Linked DNA regions of Gossypium arboreum: regions 2 and 3 are each linked to region 1. The links are chromatin contacts, called in public Hi-C maps. All regions are on one chromosome and are shown on one strand. The core of a region is the stretch at or near the end of the contact, and the rest is flanking DNA. Distances in the headings are between cores, read along the strand shown. Region 1 holds the start of LOC108463309 (protein DETOXIFICATION 18-like). Region 2 holds the start of LOC108461933 (protein DETOXIFICATION 19-like). Region 3 holds the start of LOC108464422.

Region 1 (3,544 bases), core at 619-3,118:
AAAAATTTTAAATGTTATATAGTGATATTTTTCCAGTTGAAATTCAAAGAAAACAAAAGATTTTATTGAAAAAACAAAAAGTCCTCATTAATTTTAATTATCAATTTTAGCCCTAGGACACAAACTGCCACTTATAAAATCATATTTTAAAATTTATTAGAAAAGATAATTTTAAGTCAATGTTAAAATCTAAAAAATAACAATTTTAGGTCTACACTAAAATATAGAAAAAAAATAGATTTGAGAATCAGTTATATGGACGTCTAAAATTGATATCTTATTAAATATATATCATATAATTTTTAAAAATATAAATTTAATTTTAGTAATTAAATGCGATCCCATAAAATAAAAAATTATTTATTCGTACATATTTAAAGTAAATCATAATTTATTTAAAACAAAATACCTGTCAAATTTTATTTTGCTCAATTTAAAAACACATCTCATTTGTAATAAAAATTAATAAAATTTCACCCTCATGATTGATATTAAATCGAGATGTTGTGTTATACACTTAAAATTTATTTAAAATTAATTTCATGAGTAGAGAGCAAAGTACGTAAAAACTGCGTGAACTCAAGTTAATTGGTTTTAAAATAGAAAAGTGAGATTTACCCAAGCCCAAAGTTATGGGCTAAAATCCTTTCTAAGACACCAAAGTTGGGCCGGTTACAGGCTTCTTTCCACCGGTTCGGGTCGGATCCCATTTTTTTAAAAATTAATTTTGATAATTTTTTTAAAAAAAAAAATCGATTGCTTTATGAAATACAAATTTTAAATTTAGAAAATCTAATCCTCCTTTCTTTATGAAAGATCAATTGGAGAGAGGAAATTAATTTGGTATTCTACTTTGACTTTGGATGCATTCTCTTTCAAACTACTCACTCCACTACTTGTTATTTATATTATATCTACATTTATTTTAACATTTACTCCCTCGATTTGTAAATGTGTCCAAATTACTCTTCAACCTTTCATCATTTAATATTTTAATGTATTTTATAATTATTTTAATTTTTACTTAATATAATATTTTAAAAAAATTGTTGATCACTTAATATAAAAAACTATTAAGTTTATTACAAATTTGAATAGATGTTTTAAAAAAATATTCTGAAAATATTTTTTTTATAAGTATTATATGAATACCTTTTAACTTCAAAATGACATTGGAAAATTTAATATAAAATTTTATAATGATAAAAGAACTGATTTTTATATTTAAAGATATTAAATTCTTAAAAAACTAAATTTTAAATGTAAAAATTTATAAAAATTTAAATAATATTTTAATTTGCAATAATCAACTCAATGTTAAATTATTATAGAAAACTTATCTGCTTTGTTGATTGAGGAAACGGTGGCGGCTTTCAATAAATACTTATGTTTTAAAATATATAAAAAGGTTTGGTCTCACAAATCCCGAAGGGTCAAAGAGTCAAAGTTGAGACGCAGGCAACCAAAACAATATTGTAATTTGAAGCCACCATAAATTATCTTACCTTACATCAGTACAAAATAAATTTGAGTATTTAGCTATCGAATTGTGTGCATGGTTTAAATTTAATCAATCATTCAATTCATTAAATTAATTTATTTTTCAATAGATTTATTACAGTAATTATAAATTATATCGATTTTTAATTGTATGTTATATAATATTAAATTAATATATTCTTTTTACTTTATGTTAATAAGACGATTAAATTTATTTCTTAAACTGAAAAATAATGCATATCAATGTGAAAATTTTTACAATTTTGTGTCTCATTATTTAAACATCTAATAAAAATTAATCTAAAACTTGATAAAACACTGAAGAACAAAAATAAAAAGAAAAGAAATTAATTAAGGAGAAGTTTTATTAGAATAAAAAAAAAAAAGGTTAAAACAATCTATAAGGACCAAAATGTAAAACTCGCAACATTGGATGTGCTATAATACAGTATGTAATGAACACCATCTCTGAGAAGCGAGATAAGCTTTCCATTTAAATCTACAATAATGGCAAGTCCATTGAATGTAGAGGGTGCTAATGGCTGTAGACCAGAAGGAACCAATGGAGGGTGTTGGAAAAAAGTCGTGGATTTAGGAGAGGCTAAGACTCAAATAATGTTTGCAGTGCCAATGGTGTTATCCAATGTTTTTTACTTCTCAATTACTATGGTTTCTGTCATGTTTGCTGGCCACCTTGGTGAGGTCGAGCTTGCTGGTTCAACACTTGCCAATTCGTGGGCCACTGTTACTGGTTTTGCTTTCATGGTAAACTCTTAGTTTAAATCTTAATCTGCTTTTTCATGTTCTCGTCTCAAAATTTTTGTGAAATCAGACAGGCTTAAGTGGAGCATTGGAGACCCTTTGTGGTCAAGGATTTGCTGCAAAAATGTACAAAATGTTGGGGATTTACCTTCAAGCTTCTTGCATTATTTCCTTCTTTTTCTCGATTATCATATCGGTTTTATGGTCCTTCACTGAGCCAATCCTTGTTTTGCTTCATCAAGATCCTGAAATCTCGAGAGCTGCTGCTGTTTACATCAAGTACTTGATTCCTGGTTTATTTGCTTATGGTTTTCTGCAAAACATATTGAGGTTTCTTCAGACACAAAGCGTTGTTATACCTTTGGTCGTGTTTTCTGCCGTTCCTTTGGTTATGCATTTCGGGATTGTTTACGGTTTGGTAAACAGGACAAGTGTTGCTTACAAAGGTGCTCCTATGGCGGCTTCAATTTCAATATGGATATCATTTCTTTTATTAGCTCTATATGTTCTTTTCGCCAACAAATTTCAGAACACATGGACCGGATTCTCTTTAGAATCATTTCGTTATATCATACGGAACTCCAAATTAGCCCTTCCATCTGTGGCAATGGTTTGGTGAGTATTTATTTAACCCTTCATTTTCCTTAAAACTATTAGTATGAGTTTAACACTACTATTGATCATATGTTGTGCTAGTTTGGAGTTCTGGGCATTTGAGATTCTTGTGTTCTTAGCTGGTCTGATGCCGAATTCAAAAATAACAACTTCATTGATTGCAATATGGTAGCATTTTTCTTCTCTCTTTTTTTTTTTTTTTTAATCATATATTTTCTTATCCATTTTTACCGAGCTTTAGTTTTGTTTTTGTATCATCTCCTCCAGTGTGAATACAGAAAACATTGCCTACATGATCACATACGGCCTTAGTGCTGCTGGAAGGTTAGCTTTTTCACCAATTTTCATCTCTGTTATTCGAATTTGGATAGAAATATATACCTCACATAATTATATTTAACTGGTTGAATTTTGTTTTTAGTCCTTATACTTTATGAAAATTGTGGATTTAATCCTTATATTTTAATTCGTTCATTTTTAGTCCCTGTTCATTTCAGATTTTTCAATTTTAACTCTCCCTAAATGATAATTGTTAAATTCATTAAGTGAAGTGCTACTATTTCCAAAATCTGACACGACAAACATGTATGTAATGTTATGCTAGCTTATTATTTTAACATATTTTCATTAAAACTCTAGTTAATGGATTAATGAATATCATTTACAT
Region 2 (3,544 bases), core at 439-2,938, 150 kb after region 1:
GCCGTTTGCATTAGAGGCACTGGTGTTTTTATTAAAAATAATATTTTTAATAGGTATTGTCGTTCTCTTTGGCGGCACAAATGTGTTTTTTTTAATTGATTTTTTTAATGGGTGTCGCTCGCCTCTATAGCGGCATCAGGGAAATTAAAAAAAAATTGTTATCCATTCTGTAAAATGAAGATCTGGACCTTGTGCAACGAAAAACTTGATACCTTCATCTTCAAGTGAAGAAGTATGAAGAAAAAGAAGAAGAAAAAATTATATAAACCTGGCTAAAAAGAGAAGCTCCAATAGTGAGAAAGGTGAGAAAGAAAATTAGAAAACTTTTATTTATTATTTCAACTTTTCTTCATTCTCCCCCATAATTTTTTATTTTTCTTAAAAGTTTTTCAATTTTCTTTCTCATTTTTCTCACTATTGGAGCTTCTACTTTTAAGCCAAATATATACATATCATTTTTTTCCTTCTTTTTTCTCATTAAGGTTTCATTTTATTTTTTTGTTGCTCTAAATCTAAGTCTTCGTTTTAAAAAATGAATTACAATGTTTTTAGAATTTCTCAGAGCTGTCATAGAGGCCGGCAACGCCTATTAAAAATTATTTTTTAAAAAAAGCACCGACATTGTCAAAGAGAACAACACCACCAAAAAAAATCTAACATGCTTTCTATTAATATTTTTTTTCTTTTTTCTTAGAATATGAGTATTCTAGCATGACATGTACACTTATTTTTACTAGTACAGCCAATGGCAACAACAACACCCAAAGAAATTATTATTTTTAAAATTGACCAATAATTAAATATTTATTAGAGGTCGTGCCGTCAATAGCAACGATGACATAAAAATTTACTATAGCAAATGGCTTATTCTCAGACATAATTTTACAAGTGAATTATTTTCGTAATTAATAAAAAAATTTGAACCAATTCCGAAAAAAAAAAAGCAAACCATGGTATAGTTTACTCTTTTTTTTATAATTTTTATATACTTTTAGTAATGTTTAAATTTCAATGTATGTATTGATGTTTCAAAATTAATCAACTAATGATATAGCATGTGTACCACGTTTAAAAACTGGGGTTCAATCATATCTTGAAAGATAAATCTGTAAAATTTCCTTCCTTCTAGGGGCACATAGATCAAAGCCTGAGAGCGTTTAAGAGGAAGTGTGGCTCCAGCCTGTCTATTTTAGTTGCCAATTGAGTGTTCCTGCCCCGATCCATCCACATCTGCAGTAGTCCCCATAAAATCTCAATATTTCAACTTTCATAACAAAGAAAAAATTTCATGGTTACTCATTTAACTTTACAAGTTTTTATTTTTGGTACTGAAAAAACTTATATTTTAGTCATTATCATTAAAAATAGTTTTGATTTCGATTATTTCTAGTTATTTTACATTTATTCTATGGAGAGAATGTTTTTATGTGAACAACAAAAGCCTAAGTTCAGAGAATTGTGGATCTTATAGCAGTTAAATAGCAATAGGAATAGCAATGATTTAACTTTAATCTATAAATTAATTAAGAAAGATTTAATCTCTCCTCATCCTTTCCTTCTATTTAAATAACAAATAGTCAAACTTTTGTTGGTATATCCAAAATAAGAACATATGCGAAAAAAAGTTGTGTATAATTGCAACCATATATTTGTTTTTGCGTTGAATACGACCAATCAATTTCCATCTACCAGACTTACCACATAAAGAATCCCATCCGTCATTCCAATTTCTTTTTCTTTCTTTTTCAAGAGATTGAAAAATGCCAAATTGGTAAGCAATAATAACGAACAAGAATATCCCAATAATCCTTCAAAACGAAAAAAGTTCATCCCAAGAAAATCTGAGTTATGGAGCCATCAAACTCAAGCTTAGATACTACAGCTCTCTTGAGTCAAGCTTCCCAAAGACAAGACCAAAGTACAGAAACAAGGTGTTTGAGGAATGTTTTAGATGTAGAAGAAGCGAAGACTCAAATCTTATTTTCACTGCCCATGATCCTTACCAATGTCTTTTACTATGCCATTGCTTTGGTTTCTGTCATGTTTGCTGGTCACCTTGGAGAGCTTGACCTTGCTGGTGCTACACTTGCCAATTCATGGGCCAATGTCACTGGCTACGCTTTCATGGTAACTCTATATTTACTCTCATCCCATCTTTATAACACCATAGGTCATGACTCCGTCTTATTTGGAGAAAATAAAGCTCTTTAAAAGCTTATTGTATCCTCACATTTATAGACTGGTATACTGGGTTATAGCTTTATGATTACTGTTGTCTTGACTGTTAGGTGAAGAAATTTGTTGGGAAGGGTTATAGAAGAAAATAAAAGATTGGGTCTCATTGATTATAGCTTCTTCTTTCTTTCTTTCTTTTTTGGTAAGTTTTTATTTATCCAAGAAAGCCTTAAACCTACAATATCCTGCTCACCAATACTCAAACGTTACCTTTGAAACTGTCTTCTATTTCTTTCTCGCCAGACCAAGTAAATGAAAGAATTCCATGCTAACTTCAAATATAAACAACAAGAGCTTTGCCTTTAAGTCTTGTGCAAAGTCAATGAATCTCCTGATTCCATCCCCCAGCTTCTCCTAGGTCGTAAGACACTAACAAACATACAATTTACAAAAGGACGATCTCTTGTTTCCTAGTTCCCTTGACATAGCGAACAATAACTCTCAATGCTCATCCCCCTTCCAGTAAGTCTTATCTTTTGTTGGAAGGACAAACGTTCAAATTAGAAAGGAATGTTTTGGTATATGAAGTGGAAACCAAATCATCCGACTTTCCTCTCCTTTTCTCTAGTTTCATTCCAAATTGCAGAAATAGTTAGTTTATTGTTACTGACATCCAAGTTAGCCAACACAGATGCAGCTTCTTCCGAGTTTTAGAATCTTCCTCCAGCTCTAGCTAGAATTTCTTCTCAGTGAAACTTGCAAAAATATGGATTTTTTAGCGTGTAATCCTTCAACCAGGCTATCCATAAAGAGCCTTAGACTTGCCAATATGCTTCTAATCACTTGAATGATACAAGCTATATATCAATTATCCAAACGTTTCATTCCTACACCACCTTCAAACTAGGGAATGTTGAGATGTTGATGGGCCGGCCAGACCAAGGCCTGATTTCAGAAAATTTTGTTTTGGGTCGGTTCACTCAAAAAAATCGTTTAATTATTTAAAATTAATAAAATATTAAATTATATGTTTATTGATATTTTATATATTTTAAAATTTAATTTTAATTTAATTTTAATTTTTTTAATATTTAAATTGAATTTAAACAAAGTCGAGATACAAAAATACTTATTCAAGCTTGGCCCAAGTCAAGTCAGACTGAGCTTGGACAAGTTTGATTTTTTTATAAAAATAACCTAAAAATTTTAATTAATGAATATATAAGTAAATGATCTGAAATGAATAGTTGATAGTTGGCGGGATCAAAGAGAATAACGCCATCAATTTGTCACAGTAACTAATCATTGATTGGTAAAATAAAAAAAAAATCAATTTTTTTAATAGAGCGAATTTATTTGGTGCTAATAC
Region 3 (3,544 bases), core at 541-3,040, 140 kb before region 1:
GTTATTTACTGTGTCATGCTAGTGCTCTGTAACTGTCTTGTATTCAGAATCGCTAGGTCTAACATAAAAAATAAACACTAAACAAGAGATAGCATACAAGACTTTCTTGCTCAGAGCAAGCACCAGCCTTTTGACTGTTGAAATAAGAACAAACCAAATACAATTTAACAAAGTTACCAACTTACGATTCCTCTAAATCAATAACTTTGATAGCAACTTCCTTTTTCAATTCCTTATCAAACCTGCAAATCAAGAAAAGCATCAGTTATCCATCTCATTTTCATTAACCATGGCTCATGATTTAAACAACCACATCTTTTTGCAACAGTCATTTTTGAAGCCACTTCTATTATTAGCACATACCAAATAATGTGCCTATCTCAAGATAATCATAATGGTCAAAACTTAGCAAAATCAAAGAAGCTAACAACAAACATAACAAAACAAAGTAATTATAATGCTCATAAGGTTGTTAGGTGTTGCCAAGTTAGTGCTTAGTCAATCTTCACCCAACAGCCCTTTAAGCTCCTTTTTCCCCATCCGTTAGGAAGATATTTTTGTCCATATATATATACACACTAGTTCAAGTTTTAGGTAAATGGTATACTTTCTACTTAAGACAGGATAAGATTTCAATTCAATAAAGCATTATTATCAATAATCTAATCCCACAAACATGAAGCAACTCTAAATTAAACACCGGAAAAAGATTTCTACAATGTGCAACGTAAATATTCAATCACAAGTAATACTCACATTAGATTTAAGTTCTTTTCTTACAACAAAATGTAAATAAACAATGCAAATAAACTCAAGCAATGTGATTGGGAAATAAATCAAAATAACAGGCTTACACTTTATAGACGTCACCAAAGGCTCCCCTGCCAATCAACTCCACCTGACTAAATCTATACCCCGCTGCTGGTTGTAAACCTTCTATATCAGCCATTTCTACGTACAAACTCCTTGGACACCAAAGATCAAAGCCACCCCAAAATCAACCCCTCAAAACATTCACATTCCACCCATTCTTCAATTACAATTCAATACCCACTTCTAAATAGGCAAAACCATTATCAAAAACCCAATCCCTGAAACAGAAATATAAAACCAAAACCATTAATATTCTCAAATAAAAACTAACACCTACAAATAACAAAATGCAAAAACATATCCTAAAAGATTCCCACATTTCAAGATCTAAAAATCTAATTAAAAGCAGATGTATAAGCTCTCACACTGAAAGCAAAGAACATATAAAGAGACACCAAAAGAAAAAAAAAAAAGAATTCCACTTCTGTTACGCGAAAGAAAGGATAAGCTAAAATTGATATGCTAAAAAAAAAAAAAAACAAGAATTCTTAAAACCAAATTTAACAGCGACAAATTTCAATATCCTTTAATACTGAAACTACAATATCCCAACAAAAACAACATGTTTTTTTTTTTCAATTTCATAAGATTATTTCTTTTTGTTCGAAAGATGTTTTCCTTTTATTTTACCTGTTGGGTTTTTGCAGATCTTTCTCTTTCGTTGTTACGATAGTTCTATCTCTGTTTCTGTCAATAGCGTGGGTGTTTAAGAGCTTTGAAAGAAAATCGAGGAATAAGAAAAATAAAAGTTTTGTTTGTTAATATGGAGTTTTTCTCGAGGTTTTTTTTTCGGGAAAATTTTAATTTCGCGATGACTTAAAACGCGCCTTTTAGAAGGAGATTTGTAAGATAAACGTTAAACGGGCAGCGTATTAAGGTAAAAACATGGCTCAGCAAGGCCATGATCCAAATGGGCCTTTGTTATCTATATTATTGAAATTTTCACAGACCAAATTAAAATATTTATTGGTGTATTAAATTTGTAAATCAAATATTGATATAAGATATATTTTTATAAAATTCTTTAAAAATATTAAAAATTAAACCGAATATTTGAAATCTAATAATGTAATAATACCAAAATCATGGAAATGATATATATATCTTCAATGGTTTTTTTTTCTTTCTGATTTTTTATTTTCTGTTTACAAGGAATTTTGTGCCAAAATTCCAAACAAATGACGTTGAAAGGACAAAATCAACACAAACTCAAACAAGAATATATTCAGGGAAAAAAAGGTTGAATAATCTACATGGATTAATTAATCATGAATTATCGAACAACACTAGTCAAATTTCCTTGCCCCACACCTTTGTTTCCTGGAAGGTTCCAAGGCATGGCATTCCCTACAGGCCAACAAAAATAACCTGAAAAATCTCAGGCAACCCCTTGATCTTCCTCTAGAAACACACTTTTGTTGATGATCACCTTGTTTCTTAGCTTCAGTATTTTCCTCCTGGAAACCTCACGTTTCAGAACAGGCACTGCTGTTATATACTGCCATCTGTGGGGATCCCCATACAACTGACCACTTGCAAGCTTGCTTGCTGTGTTTTCACATCCTCGGATTCTTCTATGGTACAATAATCTCCTCTCCGAACTGTCACTCGAGCTTGTTCTTGCACTGCTGCAAGTACTGCTTCTGCTGTTGCTACTGTTGCTTCTCGAAGACATCAATGAATGCTTGCTGTTGATGCTGCTTGTTCGGCTTGTAGGTCGAGAACCATTTTCGGCTGAACCCATTGTTGTTGTTGTTGTTGTTGTTGGAGAAAGCTGTAAAGGAAAGGCGTGTGGCAAGAGTCGGCCATTGAAGAAAAGATGATCGGCTGGTGAGGTTTTATATGGATCTAAAGAGGGTGAATCCGGGCGGCAGGTATAGCACCCGAATTCGAAATCGGAATCTTGATCACCAGAGCTTAACCTTTTCCTCCGATTTTCCGTGGGAGATTTTGATTACAATGTATCTTGTGTGGGAGTTTGGAATGTTGATATAAGTAAGCTTGTGTACTAGTATTTATATTAAGGAAGGAAGTTGAGATAATTATAATCAGTATTATATAGATTTTTACATGTTTATATGATTATTTCGTGTTTAAAATGATCGGATGTGCGAGAACCATGTGTTTGAGGTGTATAGGGGACAGCTTGGAAAGATATGGTCCCCTTGTTGGGTGATTGGGATGAGTTTTTGGTGGTGTAAATCATCAAGTTATTTTGCCAACTCAAGCTTAACCATGCACATGGAGACCTTGGTGTTGTAATAATCTTGGATAGTGTGTGGGATATTCCCAAATTTCATGACTTAAATCATTCCAAAGTGGGTAGGTTTATTCATCTCTCACCATCAATAATTTGAATTACCTATTTTAATTATAAATTGTACTTGGTTAATTTTAATGTGTCATTTAGTTATTAGTGTAATAGCACAAGAAAATAATTATCACAAACATTAGTTAGACATAAAATAAATAATAATTAGTATAAATTTAAATTTAAAATTAAAAATATAAATAAAAAATTGTAAAAAATAAGACATCTTCAAATTAAATTGAAATAATTTATAGTTAATTCATATATATATATATATATAATATTCCGAGGAAACATAACATTCTTGCCCCAAAACCATATAATATCTAGTTTGATAAAATTTAATATCATTGCTCTTTA

What was found. A called contact is a pair of places that touch in the nucleus more often than the background predicts.
Region 2: a contact with region 1 is called in a Hi-C map of leaf, with 2.2 times the contacts expected there. The contact joins the promoter of LOC108461933 here to the promoter of LOC108463309 in region 1. A contact is called at or near these places in 2 of 5 Hi-C or Micro-C datasets (both in leaf).
Region 3: a Hi-C map of leaf shows a contact between it and region 1, with 3 times the contacts expected there. The contact joins the promoter of LOC108464422 here to the promoter of LOC108463309 in region 1. A contact is called at or near these places in 2 of 5 Hi-C or Micro-C datasets (both in leaf).

What each region holds. Positions count from the first base shown.
Region 1 is chr13:113,586,127-113,589,670 of ASM2569848v2, reverse strand. It overlaps LOC108463309 (protein DETOXIFICATION 18-like), which reads left to right and starts at 1,868. Exons shown (of 7, transcript XM_017763258.2): 1 at 1,868-2,265; 2 at 2,333-2,877; 3 at 2,959-3,045; 4 at 3,145-3,201. The coding sequence starts at 2,008.
Region 2 is chr13:113,437,114-113,440,657 of ASM2569848v2, reverse strand. It overlaps LOC108461933 (protein DETOXIFICATION 19-like), which reads left to right and starts at 1,688. Exons shown (of 7, transcript XM_017761921.2): 1 at 1,688-2,127. The coding sequence starts at 1,849.
Region 3 is chr13:113,722,618-113,726,161 of ASM2569848v2, reverse strand. LOC108464422 reads right to left here and starts at 1,790. Exons shown (of 21, transcript XM_017764716.2): 1 at 1,504-1,790; 2 at 855-1,091; 3 at 186-242. The coding sequence starts at 949. It also overlaps the pseudogene LOC128286843.